Regions from separate parts of the Anas platyrhynchos genome. Here region 1 is linked to region 2. Evidence: chromatin contacts called from public Hi-C data. All regions are on one chromosome and are shown on one strand. The core of a region is the stretch at or near the end of the contact, and the rest is flanking DNA. Distances in the headings are between cores, read along the strand shown.

Region 1 (3,476 bases), core at 372-2,871, 46 kb after region 2:
GATTGGTATATATGAGCATGATGAGTGCAGCGTTTACTTCAGCTGTGTGGAAAACTTGGTACATGCTGTTTGACAGTAGTGATCCCATCAGCAGGAGGAACTGGGAACAGCAATTCCTGGCTGTCCCATGCTGGTGGAAATCTAGCGGCATCTCTCTCTCTCCAGTTGCTGCTCCTTATTCCAGGAGAGGCACTGGGGAGCTGCTAGCTGAAGAACAAGGGAGCTGCTGTTGCTGAGGAGCTGCACAGTTGGCAGACTTGAGCAGAGGATGTTTTGTTGCCCAGAATCTGGAAATGAAATATTGATCCTTACTCTGTTTCCTTCAAGGAGTACTTCAAAGTCCTTAACAAATATTTGATGATCTGTTTTGTCTGGATTAGAGACAAAACTGTATGTTGCATATGCCCTATTAATATATAATGTAGATTGTGCCCTATGTGAAATAGTGAGTCAATAATTCTTTTCCTATATATTAGGTGCAAGCTTAATAGCAGAAAGATCCAGGCCATCATTACCTAATTTTCTAAATAGAAGTTCTTGCTGTTGTTTTACTGGAAAGAGGGTTCAATGTCACATGTATATCCTGTTCTTCCAGCTACCTAGATTTATTTTAAGGAGTATAGCTTGTGTGGGTGCATGAGTGTACTACGAATGGAAGTAGCATTTAATTCCAATTCAGTTTGCTGGTAGTTCTTAAGACTGTCATTATAAAGGTAAGGTGGTTGGTGGTGGCTTTTTTTTAATCCATTGTGTTCATTTTTAGAGTATTCTGGGTCACTTTTAAGAAATCTATCAACAGTGGTTTTCTAATAAAATACTGAGTAGTGATGTCAGTAGAAATTTGCACCCCAGGGGGACAAGCCACTAATCATATATGAAAGGAAGAAAAAAAAAAGCAGTTTAGTGGCTTTTTTTTTTTTTTTTTTGCAAGCCAGGAATAGTGACCTGTTAATCTGTTGTTGTAAAAAAGCTCTGGTAGACGTCCATAATGAAGCTGTGCACAGGGTGGAAATATGGGGAAGGGGTTGATTTTTGAATCTTAAATATAAGATTGCATGAGGTGAAATATTTTGTGCGTATATGATGAATGTGTAAATAAAGGACTAAAATAAGTCTGCAAAATTAAATGAAGTGTCTTAAATATGGGAATGTTCTTAGGAAATAGCGGCTTCATTTTACACAATTTTTTATACAGTCCTTTCTGGCATCTCCAACCCAAATGTTGTAGGACTGCATAACTTTCTGAAAGGGAATGTGTTTGAGTGACTCCTTGGTCCAGTTTTAGTTAAGAATTTGTAATGTGCTTTTTTGGGAGGGGCGTTAATGGTTTTGAATCTCAATAGGTGTGTAGTTGTGTAAAAGTAGGTATTTTGAGTCTTATTTTTAATCCAGAGCGATGTTTTGCTCCCTAGCCCTAGCACCAAGAGGAACGTTAGTGTGGGGAGCTTGGTACTTGCTGTTCAGATCCTTTCATCTTTTTTTCAGAGCGGATCTGAATTATTTACTGGAAGTAAAAAAAAAAAAAAAAAATCTGGGAGTTTTCCCAAGTCCTTCACTGCTCCCTGTGGGCAGTTAGGGGAACTGGTGAGCACAGACAACGTAGTGGAAAAAATCGTGATGGCCATGGGACAGTTAGTCATAGCGGGTTGTTATTTTCTAGTAACTGTCGTCTCCCACAGATATTGGTCTGATGAGTGCAATTTTATGCTACAATTGAGCCAGTCCAGTGGCTTTTTGCACCAAAAGTTCCCTCATCTCCACAGCCAGGGTTTTGCAGAGGCAGGCACTGGAAGATGCAGCAGTCAGTGTTGGCCTCTGTTGATCCTGCTTCTGGAGTCAATTCAGTTGAGTACCTGGGTGGATGTGATTTTACTTCAAGGAAGAAGAACTTTCTGGTAAATGAGGCTGCCAGTCGGGCTGGTCGAGGAGCCCAGATAGCTCAGAAGCACCTGAGGTTGGGGTGAGTGCTGATAGCAAGTGCTTGGAAATAAACCCAGGGCCTGTCTGCCACCTTCTGCTATGTGCTGCTGCAGGAGGCGAGCCATAAAGCACGTGTTTGGCAGTCAGAGCAAGGCTTCTGAGGAGAACTGGAGAAGTGTGGGATGATGATCAGATGCTGAAGTATGTGGTTGTGTCTGGGGGAAGGAGGAGTGGGGCACAGGGCTTGGGTTTGGGAGACTCTGTGTGTCCATCAAAAACTCTTCAGCTGTGTGCTGCAAAGCGTAAGTCTAGTATAAGTTTACCCTGCTGCCTGTTTTTATTATATTTTTTTAAAAGGTTAGCATAAACCTTTTACTGGCAGACTGCAGTCCAGGGCATATAGGAATCAGCAGCAAAATAAAACCTTTGTACCCTATTTAACGTAACAGAAGTGTGATTGTCTGTGCTCATACCTAGTCTGAATTAGACAGGTAGATGCACAGATCTAATGTTAGTAAGTCAGGACGGGACCAGAGGAATGAACAGATGCATTTCAATGAAGCTTGTCTAAAAGGATCTATGCTGAAGTATAAATGGTCTGCTCCTTGATCCCTGTTGTGTTAGTACTTTCAGGTAATTATATGTGAACTCTGTGAAAATAAGTTTCCAGAGTAGTTGAACTTGCTTAAAATGTTGTTTTACATCCTGAGTTTTTGCTGCCGTGGCCTCACACATGCTGGTACTTGTCTGAGCTCTCTGTGAGCTGGGTCATTTTGTCAAGCTGTCAGGAGCTGAACCGAAACGTGGAATTTTCTGCTCGGTTAGCAAGCTGACGTAGCTCCTAATGGGTTTAGGTGAGTGGTACTAGCAAAGACAGAAGGGAGGTGAGGCCATACATGAGTGACTTAAATTCCTTACACTGTTCTGATGCTGTACTCGTAATGACTTCTTCTGGGCATTTGGAGAACTTGGATATTTGTTGCTGTCATTTTTAGGAGACTCTCCCTGGTCTGTGCGTAGAAAAAAGTTATGCAAAATAAGCTATTTGAGTAGTTCCTGAAGGATATGTTTGTCTATGCTGGTTCCTATGTGTACATATTGATTAAATGAACATATTGTATACTTTTGGTCTTAATTTTTTGGATAGGCCACTTGGAATACGGACTAAGATTAGTGTCAAACCTGAAATCCCAGCAACTAAATAACTGATGTGCAGAAGAATTGCCTTTGCTCCCCCCGTCTTTTTCAGACTAATGTAGAATGTATTCCTTACTAAGAACTTTGTCTGTACCTAGTCTCAAAAGTTTTATTTCTATGAAGGACCTGGTTTCTTCCAGTACAAAACAAGTTCCCTATTAAAAAACAAAACAACAACAACAAAAAAAACCACAACAGCTTTGGAAGCTCTATAGCTATAAGTATCTATTAGAAGATATATAAGAAAAAAAAAGTTACGAATCATTATTAAAAGAAGGTTGAAGATTTATTGTACTATTGCTACTACATACTGTGTGTTTGAAAATAAAAGCATGCCATGACTGCAAGCACAAGTGTTA
Region 2 (3,210 bases), core at 109-2,608:
CAGGTGAAGGAATGACACTTTGGCACCTGAGCGACTTACTGTGGGAATGCCAACGACAATCTGTCATTAAGAGCTATCTTTTGTTAAGATCTAATATTACAGTATTAACGATGTCTTGTTATTGTGGGCTACAGATTTCCTACTTGATAAAGCTGGTGCTTATACGCAGATAAAGCTTGTGCTTTTATGTAGAGCTTAGGGATATGGTTTAGTGGGGACTGTTAGTGTTAGGTCAGAGGTTGGACTCGATGATCTTGAGGTCTCTTCCAACCTAGAAATTCTGTGATTCTGTGATATGTATATATGTGTGTGTGTATATATATGTGTGTGTGTATATATATATATATATAATGTATATATATGTATATATATGTATATGTGTATAGCAACACAACAGATTTTTCTAGGGGAAAAAAAGAGATTATAACATGCACTTTACCTTGATCAGCAGCTCCAGAGCCGGGATCTTGCATTTGGCTGCCCTATCCTTTGTATAGACGCTAAGACAAGCTTGCTAGGTAGGGAAGGAAACAGAAGTTATGACACTTGTAAACGCAGACAAACCAAGAGATAACGATGCGTTCACCTACACCTCAGAGCTTCTGCTGCTAACACACTGAGGCCTTTTTAATTAACGGCTGTCCCGTTGGGGAGCAGCCCGTGTGGCAGCGCCCTGTTACCTTGATGCCGCGGGCGTAGGGCTGCGCCCCGCCGCCCAGCTTCTCCATGAAGACGCGCAGGAAGCGCAGCGCCTCCTCCCGGCACTCCCGGAACTGCAACGAGACCGGCATTAGGGCAGCGCTTCACATTTAGGGCAGGACCCCCATAACCCCCCACCCCCCCCCGCCTACCTCCTCGGCGCCCAGCGAGCGGCAGACGAATGCGGGCAGCCCCTGCTCGGCCGACAGCACCAGCGACGCGTGCAGCGCTGCGGGGGGACGGCACAGAGGGGCGGGGGGTCAGGGCTGGGGGCTGGGGGCCGGGCACGGCCTCCCCCCGCCATCCCATAGCCCCCCGTACCCTGCGCGTTGCCGGGCGGGCAGGCGAGGCAGGCCTCGGCCATGGCGCGGAGCAGGCCGCAGGCGCGCAGCGCGGCGCCGGGGGGGTCGGGGTGGCGCAGGCAGGCCTGCAGCTGCTGCAGGGCGCCCGGCACCGGGCCCGCCATGCCGCCCGGCACGCACCAACGCGGTATAGTGGGGGGGGGGGGGAGGGGGTGTCGGGGATGCACGCCCCGCCCGCACTGTGGGGTGCCCCGCCCCCCCCCCCTGCTGGAGGCGGAATGGGCGGGCCCGGCCGCGTTTTGCCGCGAAATTTGGCGGAGAGGGGGTGGGTCCATTGCAGGCTGAAGGGGGAGGCGGGTGGTGTGTGAGGCGTGTGCGGCGTTTCCTACGGCTCGTCAGGATGATGCGCGGCTCGCAGCGTAACAGCATCGCTACGCGCACCCCACCAAACCCACCGCTGTGATCTAACGGGCTGCGTTCCCCCCCAACACTTTCCTTCCCTTCTCGCTCCCCCCCCGCCGTGCCGCCGATGGGACATCCCGCCGCGCCGCGCGCGCCCATTGGGCAGAAAGCGCGCGAGACGGGCAGCACGTGACTCGGCCGGCGCGGGACCCCGGCGGGCTCGCGGGGGGGAAGCGGCGCTGAGGGGTTGGGGGGCGGCCGCCGCCATTTTGAGCCGGGGACCCCGCGGCGGGCCGCCGTGTCGCCACAGCCATGTCGTCGCCCGCCTCCACGCCCAGCCGCCGCCGCGGCGGCAAGCGCGGCCGGAGCAGCAACCCCGCCACCCGTGAGTGCGCTGCGGAGGGAAGGGGAGCGGGGAGGATGATGAGGAGGGGGGGGGTTGCTGTCGGTTTAACGGCGTTTAACGGTGCTTAACGGTTTAACGGCCGCTCTGTCGCAGCGCAATCCGCCCGCTCGCCGCCGTCGCAGAGGCGCCGCCCGGATGACTCGGCCTCCCCCGGGGACCTGCAGCCGCTGCCCACCTCGCCGCCCGCCGACGCCCGCAGCCCCGGCGCCGCCGACGCGCTCTTCTCCAGCCCGCCGCAGTTCCGGCACTCGGGTACCCGCAGAGCTTTCGGCGCGGCTCTGTCGCGACATGGCTCCGCGACGGGGCTGACCGAGCCCTTTTCTCTCCGCAGCCATCCCTCTCGACTTCGACATCAGCTCCCCGCTGACGTACGGCACCCCCAGCTCGCGGGTGGAGGGCACCCCGCGCAGCGGCGCCCGCGGCACCCCGCTGAGGCAGCGGCCGGACCTGGGCTCGGCCCGCAAAGCCAGACAAGTCGACCTGCACTCGGATGGGGTAAGCCATCGCCTCACGCTTTCTATCCAAACTGCTTCTTTTTAGCCCAGCTGCCCGTATTTCCACTTGCTTCCTTTATTTCCCTGCAGCCGGCTGAGGATTTGGTAGCCAGTGAGCAATCCCTGGGGCAGAAGCTGGTTATCTGGGGGACCGATGTGAATGTAACCGCCTGCAAGGAGAAATTCCAGGTAGGCAAACAGCTCCTCCTCCTCCTTTTCCGATTGAAAAGCTAATTTTTTTCACACGCGTTAAATTTCATACAAAATAGAGGCATGTACTACTCAATTTCACACATCTTTCCCTGCCACCTTGGGTATCCAGAGGTTTCTTCAGCGTTTCATTGATCCGCTGGCTAAAGAGGATGAAGACATCGGCTTGGATCTTAATGAGCCGCGCTACATGCAGCGCCTTGAAGAGGTACTTGTAACGTAGCAAAATGTAGCTTTCTTCTTTTTTTTCTTTTGGCATTACCTGCTATTGAGCTAAGTTTTCTCTTCAAATATTTTGCAGATTAATATGGTCGGGGAACCATTTCTGAATGTAAATTGTGACCATCTAAGAGCATTTGATGAAAATCTTTACAGACAACTGATCTGCTATCCTCAGGTGAAGTAATACGCTTGATTTCTGACTGTTAAGAGACCTTTTTGTATTTTCAGCTTTTGGTATTTTTGTTTAAATGCAATGTGTGTTTTCTATGTTCAGTGTAAGGTCTGTATTCCATTTCTTCATTTTAATGCTTTATTTCCTAGTGGTTAAAACTTACAGGTGAGTCTATCATAAATATAAAATGAGCTGGTAAACTGCAATGTCCTAAGTATTGTACCTCTTGCTTCTGCAATGCTCAAATAACTAAACCTGATTTAAACAGTGAGTTGCCTGTTATGTAGGAAATGCTTAGCTGGC

The links. A called contact is a pair of places that touch in the nucleus more often than the background predicts.
Region 1: a Hi-C map of liver shows a contact between it and region 2, with 1.8 times the contacts expected there. The contact joins the enhancer-like site here to the promoter of MCM4 in region 2. A contact is called at or near these places in 2 of 8 Hi-C or Micro-C datasets (liver and skeletal muscle).

The regions. Positions count from the first base shown.
Region 1 is chr2:46,429,025-46,432,500 of IASCAAS_PekinDuck_T2T, forward strand. The region is part of intron 1 of UBE2V2 (ubiquitin conjugating enzyme E2 V2); the gene reads left to right. Among named protein-coding and RNA genes, the nearest start is that of UBE2V2, 15 kb to the left of the region's middle. Within about 2 kb of position 1,622, at least 6 of the 8 cell types and tissues checked have an H3K27ac peak or open chromatin away from gene starts, as enhancers often do.
Region 2 is chr2:46,382,884-46,386,093 of IASCAAS_PekinDuck_T2T, forward strand. MCM4 (minichromosome maintenance complex component 4) reads left to right here and starts at 1,359. Exons shown (of 16, transcript XM_027452109.3): 1 at 1,359-1,788; 2 at 1,903-2,061; 3 at 2,141-2,304; 4 at 2,394-2,492; 5 at 2,626-2,721; 6 at 2,815-2,910. The coding sequence starts at 1,716. It overlaps PRKDC (protein kinase, DNA-activated, catalytic subunit), which reads right to left and starts at 1,203. Exons shown (of 86, transcript XM_072034678.1): 1 at 1,021-1,203; 2 at 852-928; 3 at 681-773; 4 at 440-514. The coding sequence starts at 1,165.